Linked DNA regions of Sus scrofa: region 1 is linked to region 2. A link is a contact called in public Hi-C data. All regions are on one chromosome and are shown on one strand. The core of a region is the stretch at or near the end of the contact, and the rest is flanking DNA. Distances in the headings are between cores, read along the strand shown.

What was found. A called contact is a pair of places that touch in the nucleus more often than the background predicts.
Region 1: a contact with region 2 is called in a Hi-C map of liver, with 5 times the contacts expected there. The contact joins two enhancer-like sites. A contact is called at or near these places in 3 of 47 Hi-C or Micro-C datasets (liver and skeletal muscle).

The regions. Positions count from the first base shown.
Region 1 is chr6:139,740,240-139,747,541 of Sscrofa11.1, forward strand. No RefSeq gene overlaps it. Among named protein-coding and RNA genes, the nearest start is that of FPGT, 790 kb to the left of the region's middle. Within about 2 kb of position 4,197, at least 2 of the 83 cell types and tissues checked have an H3K27ac peak or open chromatin away from gene starts, as enhancers often do. A contact at or near this core is called in liver, where this site is marked.
Region 2 is chr6:139,278,878-139,286,288 of Sscrofa11.1, forward strand. No RefSeq gene overlaps it. Among named protein-coding and RNA genes, the nearest start is that of FPGT, 330 kb to the left of the region's middle. Within about 2 kb of position 5,919, at least 3 of the 83 cell types and tissues checked have an H3K27ac peak or open chromatin away from gene starts, as enhancers often do. A contact at or near this core is called in liver, where this site is marked.

The DNA of each region.
Region 1 (7,302 bases), core at 2,947-5,446, 460 kb after region 2:
AGGTTTCAGAGTCCTCTATGGGATCCTCTATGTCCAATCAAATGTTGAAAGAATAAATATCTTTGAGAGATTTTTTAAAAGCCTACTCTTGGAAATGGTATATGTCATTATTTCTATTAGTGAGAAGTATTCACCTGATATTATCTAGATGCCAAGATCCAGGAAATGAAGCTTAGCAGGAAGAGTCAATGGAGAAGCTACAGAAAAATTGGTAAACACTTAGAGAACTTCTGCCAAAACAGTTTAAATGTTACCACCTTAGTGTTTCCCTTCAAAATGTCTTCAGGCAGAAATATTTATTCAGTTCTTGATGATGGCATAGTTTTTGTCCCTGTAGTGCCATATGCCATGTTTATTGCAGTTTATTATCTGCATATCTACTTCCTTCAGGGGACTATGAGCTCTTAGAGAAAAAAGGCTATGTTTCATTTATCATCTCCAGCAATTATCATCATATCTAACATATTGTAGGTGTATGCTAAATACTTGTGAATAATATAATTAATGAATGTCATTCAAATATATCACATGTAATTATAAGAAATTTATCTGGCTACCACGAAAATCATTAAGAAGAATGTGAAACAACTTTTGTGACTTAGAATTTTAGAAATAAGAGGATGCTCCACTATCAAAGTAGGAGAAAGAAAGGGATAAAAGGAAATGGTGATGCAATGTAAAGGGAAATAAAATGAAATTTAAAAAATCCTTTTACATCTCTAACAATATATATAGTACTACAGGGCAGGGGGTTGACCTTAGCATATAGAAAGAAGTATAATCATCTTTGATTACAGAAAATTGAAAAATCTGCATTCTAATGAAGACAGGAAGGAATTTAAGTTTTAAAAACCAGACAACAATAATCTTGAATATAGTGTCTGACCAGAGATTTTTTGTTGGGCATTATGGGTCAGGAATACACTTTTTTATCCAGGGGTTACTGCTAACAAACAATTTAAAATACTGAAATATGGCTGTATATTCTTTCAATGTGTAATATAAAGACCTAATCATTACCATATTATTTTTATTATAGCATACAAATTATTATATTTTTTTACATTGGCATGCTGCAGCATGCAGAAGTACTTGGGCCAGGGATCGAACCTGTGACACAGCAATGACCTAAGCCACAGCAGTGAAAACGCCAGATCCTTAATCTGCTAGGTTATCAGGGAACTTCTATAGCATGTAACTTTTAATGGACATGCGCATCCATGTAAGGAATATATCTATAAAGTAGTTCAATTAAAAAATAATCCCAGATACACAAAGCTAGGGTAATTCATTGAAAATATATATAAAAGAAACCAAACTAGTGACCTGGGCTTTTGGGTAAGCACCTTATTATCCCTGTAAATAATTGGAATGAGGATTATGAGGGTAATTTTAGGTGGATATATACATAGCATTCTAAGTAAAAATAACCTGGTATTATTTTCCTAGGCCTGCCATAGCAAAATACTATAGATTATACTGCTTAAAAACAAGACACAGAAATTTATATCTTGCAATTCTGAAGGCTAGAAGACTGAAATCAAGGTGTTGGCATGGCCATCCTCCCCAAAAGCCTCTAGGGGAGGATCTTTCCTTGCCTCTTATAGCTTCTAGTTGTTTCCATCAATCCTTGGTGTTCCCTCTTGTATAGAAGCATCACTCCAATCTCTGCCTCTGTTGTCACATGGCATTCAAAGGCATGTCTGTGACCTAATTTCCCTTTCTTCACCAGTCATATTGGATTAAGATTCAATCTAATGACCTCATTTTAACTTCATTAAATCTGTGAAGACACTGTTTCAAATAAGATTATATTTAGAGGTACCTGGTGTTAAGACTTCAATAAATCTCTCTGAAGAAAACACAATTTAACCCATAAATAATCTACAGGAAAACCCAAATCCAGGTAATTAGTTTATCTCTTTCTTGCTTTCTATGCTTTCCTGTTCTAGTTTTATTGTTGTTTATTTTAATTTGAATGGAAAAGATAAGAACATTTTATATAGTTAAAGAATTTGGTGTTACTTTATTCCTTCAACTTCTTGAAGGGCACTAACATCCCATCCTAGAAGAGGCAAGCAGTTTTACTTCTTCTTCTGCTCCATGAGAACAGGTGGTATTCACATACTAAGTTCCCAAACAAAGCTATCATTCCCAAAAGTTCCAGTGATTTTCACAATCCTATTGGCTACTGAACTTGTAGAAGTTAGTCTCTCAGGCTCAATTTTAACAGTCATTGGCAAGTTGTTGAGATTTATCTTCTGTCACTAGCCTGGTGGGTGTTTTTAGTAGATAAAACTTTTGCCTGAAATTCTAAAACTGGCATATATTTCTCCAGCAAAGATGGGTTTATTCAGGATCAGCAGAGAACTGCAATTCAGCCTCCATAACAATGGTGAGCCATGTGCAAGTCCCCACACAGCAAGGGAAAGAGATTGCTTTCATAGGGAAGAAAAGGGAATTGGGAGGGCTGTAGTAAACAGGAGTCCATGGTTTTTTATTGGCTGCATTCTTGCCAGGAAAGAAATTCTTTCTTTTTCCAGTGGGACATTGTTATCATCTCAGTGTGTGTGAAAACTCACTCTTCTACTCTCCCATCTCTCTTTAATTAAGTTTTCTGACTATTAATCTTTACATTTCTGTGTTTCAGTCAGAAGATCTTTCTATGAAAGTATCACTCAGATTTTCTAGCTTCAGCACCTTTATGTACCACAATGTCAGGAAGGGCCTTCCCTGGATGTAGTATCTCATGTTGGAGGAAAATCACACAGACTGGAAACCTAGTAAGGTCACATTTGCATAACAATGAGGGATAGGAAGAAGGACTCTCACCTACTTCTTACCTAAAGACCATATGATATCAAGATCACAGACACTGGAGATCATCTGAGGTGCCACATTATCTTTAAAAGTTTGGCTACAAACTTCCAACAGGCTTTGTCAAGATATCTTGGGTAAGCTGTCTCATCAGATGTCATTTATTTCAACTCTGGGATATCTTTACTTTTAGGCCACCAGGTAATGGGGCAGTTCCAGTCAAGGTATGGCACCAAGACCCACTCCTCGGCGTTTGGTGTCACAAGAGTGAATCAGCAATGCCTTTAGAGTGAAGTTGTAGAAAGTTCTCATGGAGATGGTTTTTGTTTGTTTGTTTGTTTGTTTTGGTTGTTTGGGATTCTTTTTGGTTGTCTTTTTGTTTATTTGTTTGTTTTTTCAATAGAAAAAAATCTCCTAGGTACAAGATGTGATGCTTAAGTTCTTCATCTCCCAGAGGTGTACTATAAAACAACTGTTCTACTAATGCATGGTTCTTCTTAACAGAAGCAATTAGGTCTTTACAATATGAGAGTATCTTTCCTTTTATCAGTTATAGGTCAAAAGAAACAGAAGCCTAGTGCATTGGGTGTCCTATGACTGTTTCAAAGAATGAGAATTTATGAGTTCCAAAAAGGATGTATTTGAGATTTAAAAGGACTAAAGGCAATGATTTAAATAAAAATATTTGGAGTGCCTTTACAAATTTTGCCAGTTGAGGCTTAATAATGTCATTAGACATTTGACCATACCAGAGGCCTGAGGGTGGTTAAAACAATGAAAGTGTAAAACTGGCCCAAAAGTACAGACTGGTTGAATGACTTGGTCAGTGAAATGGGTTCTTCAATCACTATGAAGTTTGAAAGGATTCTCTAGGTAGGAGTAACTTTTCCAAAAGTATTTTGGTCACAGATGAGGCAATCTTAAAAAGAAGGCTTCAGTCTATTGTGAAAATGGACAGATCAGACTAAAATCTCTAAGGAAGTTGGATGAAATTTGTTTGCCAAATACTGAAAAGTCCATTCAACAGTTTAAAGTGTCCAAGAGCAGTACAAACAGGTTTCCTTGGGTTGTACTTTGGACAAGTGGGACAAGTGAGACAGATGCTTTGTGCAACCATGTTAATGTTTCTCCACAAATTACTGATTAATGAAGACTATCTTTTGGTCAGTAGACCAAGGGTGTGCTGCCTGTACCCGATGAGAAGTGGGAATTTTAAGAGTCTACAGGAGGACAAAGTGATTATTTCGTTCAAACTAGAGCTTTTTCCTATACCAAAAAATGTTGAATTTCCAATCTTGTTTTTCATTTAGTGTGGTTAAAGTTGGGCTTCTCTAGCTGATTTTTCCAAGTTATTATGTAGGAGATATTTTTATATCCCTTTGAAGCAGAGGTTTGGCTACCACTGGTTCCTTTACAAGACAACACTCCTTATGAAACATCAGCAAGGTGATTTCCTTTAGTTTCCAGAGAGGCAGGTTTAGAATGACAGATTCCTAATGATACCTAGAGGTATAGTAAAGTATTGCATTCAATAATTCTTGAATATAGGGCCATTTTAAATTTTATTTCCATACTAAGTGTGGAAGTCAAGTTGCTTCCACAATATGCCAAAATCATGAGCTACTCCTAAAGCATATCTACTATCATTATAAACGCTGACAGTTTTGTCAAGGTTCAAGCCCATGTAAGAGTGCATAATTCAGCCTGTTGGGCCAAAGTAATCACAGGTTAAGATGCTGCCTCAACAACATCAAGATGAGTTGTATTAGCCTGCCCAGAAAAATATTTGCTTCTGTCACCTTTTAAATAAGAACCATCAGTGAACCATGAGAAGTCCAACTTACCCAATGCAATTTCGTAGAGATCATCACAAAGAGTCAGGTGGTGATCCATCAGCATTTCAGTGACATGGGGAGAGGAGTAGCAGGGTTAAGATTAGTATAACAAAATAGTTATGTGAAGAGCAATTAACAAAAGGACTACATAGAGGTGAGGTGGCTGGCTGAGAAATGTTGAATGTGATGAGAATTTAGGAGAATTTCTACTGTATGAGGTACAAAAACTGTTAAAGGGGATCTCACAATGGTTTTCTCACAGTGCTTAAAGAAAAGAGCTGTGGCCATAAGGAGTCTAAGGCAAAAGCAGTATATTCATGCCACAGGACACAGTTGCTGGTTACAATACCCTGTGTATTGCTGGTGGTCCCCATGTTTTAGGGGTACCCAGGGGGCATTCACTTCCTTTTTGTATACAAAAAGAACAAAAGAAATCTAATCTTTGGGATGCCCAAGGGCAGATGAGTTTATTATATGTTTCTTTAAGGCCTTGAAGGATGTGTTGTGTAATTCTTCCCATAAAACTGGGTCAAGGTTGTTATTACAGACTAAAGCATAAAGTGATTTGTCCACAAGAAAGAAATTTGGAATTCAATTTCAGCAATAAACAATTACACCAAGAAAAACCTCAATTGACACTTAGTTTTTGGTTTGGGAAAACTAAGGACACCAAGAGCTTTATTTGGATCTAGGTGTAGTGCTGGTTCCAATATCAGATGCCCTAAATATTGAATTAGGATTTAGGCAAACTGTAATTTTTCTTTGGCGACCTTACGTCCCTTTCAGGATGAAATCTTTAGCAAGGGGATGTGGTCTTCCTCTGAGGAGGCTTGAGGAGATCAAAAAGCAAATCATCAATACATTGCAACAAAGTAGAACCTTAGGTTCTACTCTAGGGAAGTTTATATCATCCAGATCAGTCTTCAGGATTTGTAAGAAATAATAACTCTCAGTAAAACCCTGAGGCATTATTGTCAAAGTGAATTGCTTTTCTTCCCAAGTGAAGGCAAAAAGGTATTGGCTAGATTCTTCAACTGGAATACTAAAAAATGCACTCACGAATCAATCATGGTAAAGAATTTAATTCCAAAAGAAATCGACATTAGTCATGTATTAGGAACAACAAGATTCTGAGAGAGAGCGATGTTGTTTACTTCTCAGAGGTCCTAGACAAAACTCCACCCTTGGCCCTTAGATTTTTCTTAACAGTAAAATGGGAGTGTTATAGGGGCCAGCACAGAGGATAATGAGGCACTGAGACTTGTAATCTACAATGGGCTTTATGCTCCGAAGGGCTTCTTTCCTTACAAGGTATTAGTTAATGTTGGGAAGATATTTTGAGGGTCTACTTGAATTTTGATGGGAGGTGGACTATGAATTTTTCTAGCAATCAGATAGAGATTGTGCTCATAAGGAAAGTGGTAGCCGATTTGATAGAGAAAAAAAATGGATTAATGTTTTCAGAATCTGCACAAGTACTATCAGAAATGGAACAAATAAAAGATGTCAAAGGATCATTTAATGCACTTGATGGTTTACTTTGATGACTACTGTCAATTTCTAGGATTATATAACCCTTTTAGGAAAAAGACATTCAGCATGATCCTTCTCTAAGAATTCCTGGTCCAAAAAATGGATGGGGTGGAAGAACTAAGGAGAAAAATGGTGTGCATCTCTCAAAGGGCCTGAACAAAGGGGAAGAGGTTCGGAGATAGAAACCTCTTGGGGTTCCTTAAAGATTCCGACTATTTTAACTGTTTCAGTACTCTGAGTCAGGGATTGTTTCATAAGAGCAGAGCTGAGCACCAAAAGTGTGGCTTCAGCATCAGAACTGGAAGAGATCCATCTCCAATCTGGAGAAATGTTTCTTCAAGCTGATTAAGAGGAAGGATTGACAAGACCCCCGTAGATCCTTACCTTCTGATAGGGAAGAGCCCCATAGATATCTCTGAAAATTGGAACTATGTGGGGAAGACTAGCTAGAAGTCAGAGGCAACTAAAGCATTTAAATTTGTAATGGCCTCTTCTCCAGTGTTCTGGATCTTTGCAATGATGGCAGAAACTGGTAGGGGTTTGGTTTTGTTTAGGATCCTTTATTTGCTAGAGCTGATGTTTAAGAATTTTGGCAGTATTTCTTTCAGGTGATTCACCTAGAAGGTGAAAAAGATGATTTGCCAGATTATCTAAATATGAAGTGAACATAATTTCCCATTTCATCCTGATCCTTTTTCCTAGAAGGGAAAAGTCCTGGTTCAACCCATTAGTAAACAGAATTAAAAGTTATCTGAGTGGAATCAACACTGGAAGGCAGATCAGAATTTTCTTTAAAAGCATTCTGAAGTATATTATAAAAATCATGAAAAGTTTCATCAGATTTTTATGGGCAGGCCTGAATTTTGTTCCAATCAACAGGCTTTGGAAAAGCCCTAGGATTTGCTCAATGAAGCAGCCCAGTGATTGTTGGAACCTGACTGATCATATAACAAGTTAGCAGCCTGGTCTTCTGGTTGTAATTTTGGAGGTTTTTCAGGGTTTTCCCAATTAGCGGTTTTCATCTGTTGCTGGGCCTGGCCTTCACTGACAAGCATATGAACTTAACCGATAAACATTAGAGAAACCAGGTTTATAAATTTGAGTGACTAGATTAAAT
Region 2 (7,411 bases), core at 4,669-7,168:
TATTTTCTCTGTAATTTTTTCTTTTCCAGAATGTCTTATAGTTGGAATTAAATAGCTATAGGTTATACAATATGTAGCCTATTCAGACTGGCTTCTTTCACTTAGCAATAGGTATTTAAGCTCCCTCAATGTAATTTTATGACTTGATAGCTCATTTTTTATCACTTAATATTCCATTGTATTGATATACTACTTTTATACCATTCACTTATTGAAGGACATCTTGGTTGCTTCTAATATTTGGAAATTATGAATAAAGCTAATGTAAATGTTCATGTCAAATTGGTGTGTGGTCATAAATTTTCAATTTATTTGGATATATACCTAGGAGCACTATTGCTAGATCATATGCTAAGCATATGTTTAGCTTTGTAAGAAACTTATAAACTCTCTTCCAATGTTGCTGTATTGTTTTGCATTCTCACCAGCAATGAATTAGAATTCCTGTTGCTCTACATTCTTGCCAGCATTTAATGTTGTCAGTTTTCTGAATTTTGGGTATGCTGTTAAGCATGTAGTGCTATCTCATTGTTCTTTTAATTTGCAATTCTCTAATGACATACGAGGTGGAACATCTTTTCATATCTTTGTCATTTATTATCTTTTTGGTGAGATATCTGTTCATATATTTTGCTCAATTTTTATTTCATTGTTTTCTGATTGTTGAATTTTCAGAATACTTGGAATAGTTTGGATACAAGTCTCTTTTTTAGATATGTGTTTCAAAGTGAATTTCTTATAGACAACATATACTTGGGTCATGCTTTTGAAATCTGCTTTGATAGTCTCTGCCTATAATTGGTATATTTCAATCATTCACATTTAAATTGATTATTAATACAGTTGATTATATTATTGGTAATAATTTTTATTTTGTTGTCTTTTTAAATGCTAATTTCATTTAATTTGCTTTTATTTTTTATCTTTTTTTAAAAAATTTCCCCAATACATTATTTTTTTTTGTACTTCACAGCATGGTAACCCAGTTACACATACATGTCTACATTCTTTTTTCTCACATTATCATGCTCCACCATAAGTGACTAGACATAGTTCCCAGTGCTGCACAGCAGGATCTCATTGCTAATCCATTCCAAAGCAACAGTCTGCATCTATTAACCCAAAGCTCCCAATCCATCCCACTTCCTCCCACTCCCCTTTGGCAACCACAAGTCTATTCTCCAAGTCCATGATTTTCTTGAGAAATGCAAATCAAAACTACCATGAGATACCACCTCACACCAGTTCAGAATGGCCATCATTTAACAAGTCCACAAATAACAAATGCTGGAGGGGTTGTGGAGAAAAGGGAACCCTCCTGCACTATTGGTGGGAATGTAAGCTGGAGCAACCATTATGGATAACAGTATGGAGGTACCTTAGAAAACTATTCATAGAACTACCACATGACCCAGCAACCCCACTCTTGGGCATATATCCAGACAAAACTTTCCTTGAAAAAACACACGCACCCGCATGTTCATTGCAGCTCTATTCACAATAGCCAAGACACGGAAACAACCCAAATGTCCATTGACAGATGATTGCCTTAGGAAGATGTGGTATAGATACACAATGGAATACTACTCAGCCATAAAAAAGAACAAAATAATGCCCTTTGCAGCAACATGGATGGAACTAGAGACTCATCCTGAGTGAAATAAGTCAGAAAGAGAAAGACAAATACCATATGATATCACTTATATCTGGAATCTAATATATAGCACAAATGAACCTTTCCACAGAAAAGAAAATCATGGACTTTTTTTTTTTTTTTTTTTGGTCTTCATTCTTTTTCTGCCTTCTTGGTTTGAATTGAGCAGCATTTTATGATTCTATTTTCTCTCCTCTAAGTATATCCATCATACTTCTTTTAAAAATACTTTTAATGGTTTCTCCAAAGTTTGGTATATATATTTACAAGTAATCTAAGTACTTTAAAATAACACTATACTAATTCTTGTGCAGTACAGGTACCTTATATTTATTTAATTATGACTTTGGTAAGTGTTAAGTTAGAACACCTACTTACACTCTAAAATTAGCATGACATAGAATCCCTCATACATTTTTATGTTATTAATTGTATCGATTTAAGCTTAATAGAAATATTAGGCAGAGTGTAGAATATGGAATTATTAGTCCCTATTTACTCTCCTGTAATGGTATTATTACACTGCATTTATTTGTGGGGATAGGTGTTGAGAGGAAATTCTCCATTGGTTGCTCATGTTTCTTCACAGCCTGGGCTTTCTCATCTGTTTGAATATCAAGGAGCCCTGGAAACTAGAGGTTACATCTTTCCAGAGCGAGATAGTGGGACCTATTTCCCCAGAGACATCTCAGGGTAGTAAAAATAAGGCCTAAATGCAGCAGGCATGAATGACTTAGAGTTAATAATTTTTTAAGACTATATATTAAAACATGGTGTTCCTGTTGTGGCCCAGTGGATTAAGAACATATTTCCATGAGGATGTGGGTTCAATCCCAGGCCTTGCTCAATGGGTTAGGGAATCCAGTTTTGCTGTGAGCTGTGGTGTAGGTCACAGACGTGTCTTGGATCTGGCGTTGCTGTGGCTATGGTATAGGCCAGCAGCTGCAACTCTGATTCAACCCCTAGCCTGGGAACTTCCATATGCTACAGGTGCAGCCCTAAAAAGACAATAAAAAGTTTAAAAAAGAATATATATTAAACCAAATGAATCTAGTTGGTGCAATTTTAGGCCATACAGAAATAAAAAAACATTCAGGCAAAGCAGGTTCAAGGCCTTTGCTGGCACACGAAATACCTCTGGACATCAAAAACACCCATTCCTCAAGACACTTTACTTCTATCTGTTGGAAAATTGTTGTGATATACTGATTTTGCTTGAACAAAACACTGCCATCTGCCAGTAAATTGTTGTCATAAATAAACAAATGAATAAGATCTGTCCTGTGAATGGGTCTTCAGGGCACAAACTGTACAACCATATGGGGCAGCCCTGAGTGGAAGAAAACTGTTCCCAGAAAATTCACCCTGTAGAAAGGGATCCTAACCTGGAAGTCTGCACTGAGCTTCCAATCTCTTAGGACTTTCTGGTTTTGTACAGACTGCTAAAATATCAAGTGATTTTCATGAAAGGGAAATGAGGCAAGGAAAGGAACTCACACTTATTGAATACCAACTTGCTACCTACTAGAGGTAGCACTAGACTCATTTAATCTTCCCACTAACATTTTCGATTAGACTAAATTATGTGTGTTACAAGACCAGGAGACTAAGTCTTGAGAGTACAAATTAGGTTCCCAGCTAGTAAGTAGTAGACCCAGGGGATATAAGCATAAGGCTGTCTATCCTAAAGCTAGAGATTTCAGAGAAAAAATTCTGCCACCACAATAGAATTCTTATTATGATATTGGTGCTGGAAGGCTGAGAGGGAATTGTTCTATACAAGTATGAATCATATGCCCATGTTTCACTACCTAGCAAGCAGTACAGAGTAACATTTTTTAGTATTGCCAAATCTTTCATTGACTAATAGGCCAACATTTTCCTCCCCTTATTCACAATCCACTATCACCCCAAGGGACCTCCTGGAAGGTAGTGTCCTTAGCCAGGACTCACAAAGCGATGGCTTATATTCCAGTTACATAGGCCAGCGATTTGGGGGATGTAGGAAACTTGTCTGGAATTGTGATAGAAATCAAAACTGCCGTTTCTTTCAGAATGTTGGACACGTGGCCCTAATATCGTTTCCTATTTTCTTGTTTGTTGAGTGTTTAAGAAGTAGAAATGTGTATGCTGCCTTCCAGAAGTAAAGATACTTAATGTTAAATCATCATTCAGTTGTGGGATCTTCAGAAAGATGTTTTCAGATTTTCTCAAGTATAAATGAAGGCTCTAAACATGGCACGAGTATAGGAAGATTAAATATATATATCAAGGAATGTTAGGTTCCTTGTCTTTATTGTACTAAAAGCAGTGGCAGCAGAATCTATATCTTTAAAAAATTTTTTATTGAAGTATATTGATTTATGATGGTGTGTTAATTTCTGCTAAATAGCAAAATGACTCAGTTATACATATATATTTGTTCATATTTTTATCCATTATAGTTTATCACAGGATATTGAATATTTTTCCCTGTGCTATACAGTAGGACCTTGTTGTTTACCCATCGTATGTATAATAGTTTCCCTCTGCTAATCCCAAACTCCCAGTCTTTCTCTCCCCTACTTCCCTTCCCCTTGGCAACCACAAGCCTGTTTTCTATATCTATGTATATATTTTTATTTCATAGATATGTTGATTTGTGTCATATTTTAATTCCACATGTAAGTGATATCATATGGTATTTGTATTTTTCTTTCTGACTTACTTCACTTAATATGACAGTCTCTAGTTTTATCCATGTTGCTGCAAATGGCATTATTTCATTCTTTTTAGTGGTTGAATAGTATTCCATTTGTATATATACCACATCTCCTTTCTACATTCATCTGTTGATGGACATTTAGGTTGTTCCCATGTCTTGGCTATTGTAAATAGTGCTGCTATGAACATGAGTGCATGTATCTTTTTGAATTATGCTTTTCTCTGGATAGATGCCCAGGAGTGGGGTTGTTGAATCATTTAGTAGCTCTATTTTTAGTTTCTTGAGGAACCTCCATACTGTTTTCCACAGTGGCTGCACTTACTAATTTACATTTCCTCCAACACTGTAAGAGGTTCCCTTTTCTCCAAACCCTTTTCAGCATTTATTATTTAGAACCTAGGTCTTGAATATGCGATCTTAAACTTAATTGATTAATTAGAATTTATTTCTAAACCTTATGTGATTTTTCACTTGTTCATCAGTCTCAGCCTTTTTCCAGCCATTCTCTGCTGGTGCCACTCAAGCTTTCTACCTGCACCTCAAGCTTCCCTCAGTTACTAACCAACACTGATCTTGGTAGGACACCTGTTAAAAATCACTGGAACCTCAACCTCGGGACATGTAACGAACTTCATTGACTTTGATCTGATTTTATCTCAGGCACCTCTGGGCTCTTCAGATTTCAGCCTGCCCATTTACCCTCTCTGCACTGGGAAAAGTCCACTTTGCCAAAGTCCTTTAACCTTACACCTGTTGGCTTACTGGTCAGTTGCTTAATGAGCACTTTACTTAAAATTTAACCCACTCTGCCAGTTCTCTCTTTTGCCTTTTCCTGTCTTTCACCTCTTCTTTGTTGAAACAGCATCATTGGGCTTCCAAGTTGGTTCTAGAATGTGGTTCCTAAGCTTTCCACTGGTACTGAAGTCCCTTCTCACCCTCAGTTCACTTTCTGGGGTTGGATATCCTCCATAGCTTTTCCTAGCTGGATCCTATCTACTGTGATCTCTCCAGCTCTTTCCTGGTGTTCTTCTCTGAGTGGACTAAGAACTTGAAATCTGTCCAGCACTGCACATTTGTGTTAATATTAACCATTCATATTATCCACTACTTGGACTTTCCCAGACCCAGCTCACTTACTGTCATTAACCTACTGAATTAGACTTTCCCAAACTAAGGCTGCATTCACACCCTCTGTTATGACTGCACCATATATCTTAGGCATCTGTTACCCTCCAGAGACAGGCCTATTGGCAGATGCCTTCTTCAGAATGTGCCCCTTCTTCCTAAGATGCTCAAGTTTTATCATAACTCTTGTTTAAACTCACATCCAGTGCTGATACTATGGGTTTAGTCCCTGAAAATCCAGTTTAAAAAAAACAAAACAGTTTTCCTATGTTTGCACACACCTTATATCATTCTCATCACTATTTTGGTCTCTCCTAACAACAAAGCAGGTTGAATAGAGACTCTTTAAAATCAGGTTTGCGTAGGGAGGCAAGAGTCTGTGACTTACAGAAGCCAGCTTTCCCCACCGAGCACAGACTGTTAAATAGTGCTGGGCAGCCATGCATTTCTGCCAGAGTTCAACAAAACAATTTTTCAGAAATCCCTGTCAGTAAAGAGGTGTGCAAGCACACAAATAGAAATGGACTTAAGGCAAGGCAGTGCAATTGTAAAGAGGAAAATGGGAAATCTAACTGTGGGCCTTTTCACTCCTCAATATGTGCAGCTGTATCTAAACAAAAAGCCTCTAAGCATCTTCCACTGAAGTAGTATTAAACATTGTATTTGGAATTAGATCTGATTGAATCACACTTTAAGGGTTTGTTCAGTGTGATCTGTGGAGACACATTATTAAAGTGCTCTGTTCCAGAATAAAAAGTCAGATCCTCATTAGCTGGGACAAAGAATGTTAGCATCCAAGCTCAAGAACAGAAGGAAAATCCCTATTTCTGAGTGACAGATGTGGGTGTTAGTAGCATTGTTGCATAACCCTGGGAATTCATTAAAAGTGTCAGGCTGTGTCACAGGGGCACTTTGCAGTGACAGCCCTAGTGAAAAAAACTGTGATAATTGCTTTCATTCCTTGCTTACCTTTCACCTCAGCAAGAAATACGATTGTAAATAAATAACCTGAGGCTGGCACATCACAAGCTTTGTGCAGAAAACTGCTCTGTGAAATTTAAATCTCAGGACTGCAGGACACTTTTCATAAGAAAATTAATAGAATTTATCCTGCTAGTTTTACTTATATGACCACTGAATTCCCCCATCCTTAACTAAAACCAAGTTATTTAGTAACTCTTGACTTCTTCAGATAAAAGACAAAGTAGTCAGTGGTAAAGAGAAAAAATAGTTAAAATAGGAGGAAAAAAGGGAAGAAAGCAGTTGGTAAAAAAGGAAGAAGTAAGGGAGAGAGAAAGGCAAAGAAATAAGAAAAAAGAAAAGGAAGGCAGATTGAAAGAACAAATGAATGGATCATGTATTAGAGGCAGGTATGCATGGACTGAAAATCTCCTACTAATACTCTCACTGGTAGAAAGGAGTAATTATACTATTTATTATTAAAACGTTTATTGTTACCTGGCAAAGCACACACGAGAAATCCAGAAGAGTGTACACAATAGTCCTTTCTCTGGTTTGGGGCGCATCTTTCTATAAGGAGTCCTCAGGGAACTTCCTGTCATTTCTCTTCCATTAAACTTTTCATCTCAGCTCCTGAGTCCTTCAATCTCCAGACAGATCATAACTCCTGTTGCATCCATAGCAGCTCAATGCACTTGACCTTCTCTGTCTTTAATTCCTCTGCTCTGCTATTCTAGAGTACCACTGCTATTTGCCTCAACCTCTAGCTTCAGTTCCTTTCCAGCTACATCCAGTCTTTTTGGGTCCTAAATTGAAAATATAGATGAGACTATTTAGAACACTTTTAGCTTTTGTAGCTCGTTCATTTGCAGGATAATTTGACTTTGACTCTTTCAGCCTTTTGCCTGTGTACTATTCTAAAAAGTCTTTGATAATTATTACAGTGACAGTGATTTGATCTCTTCTAC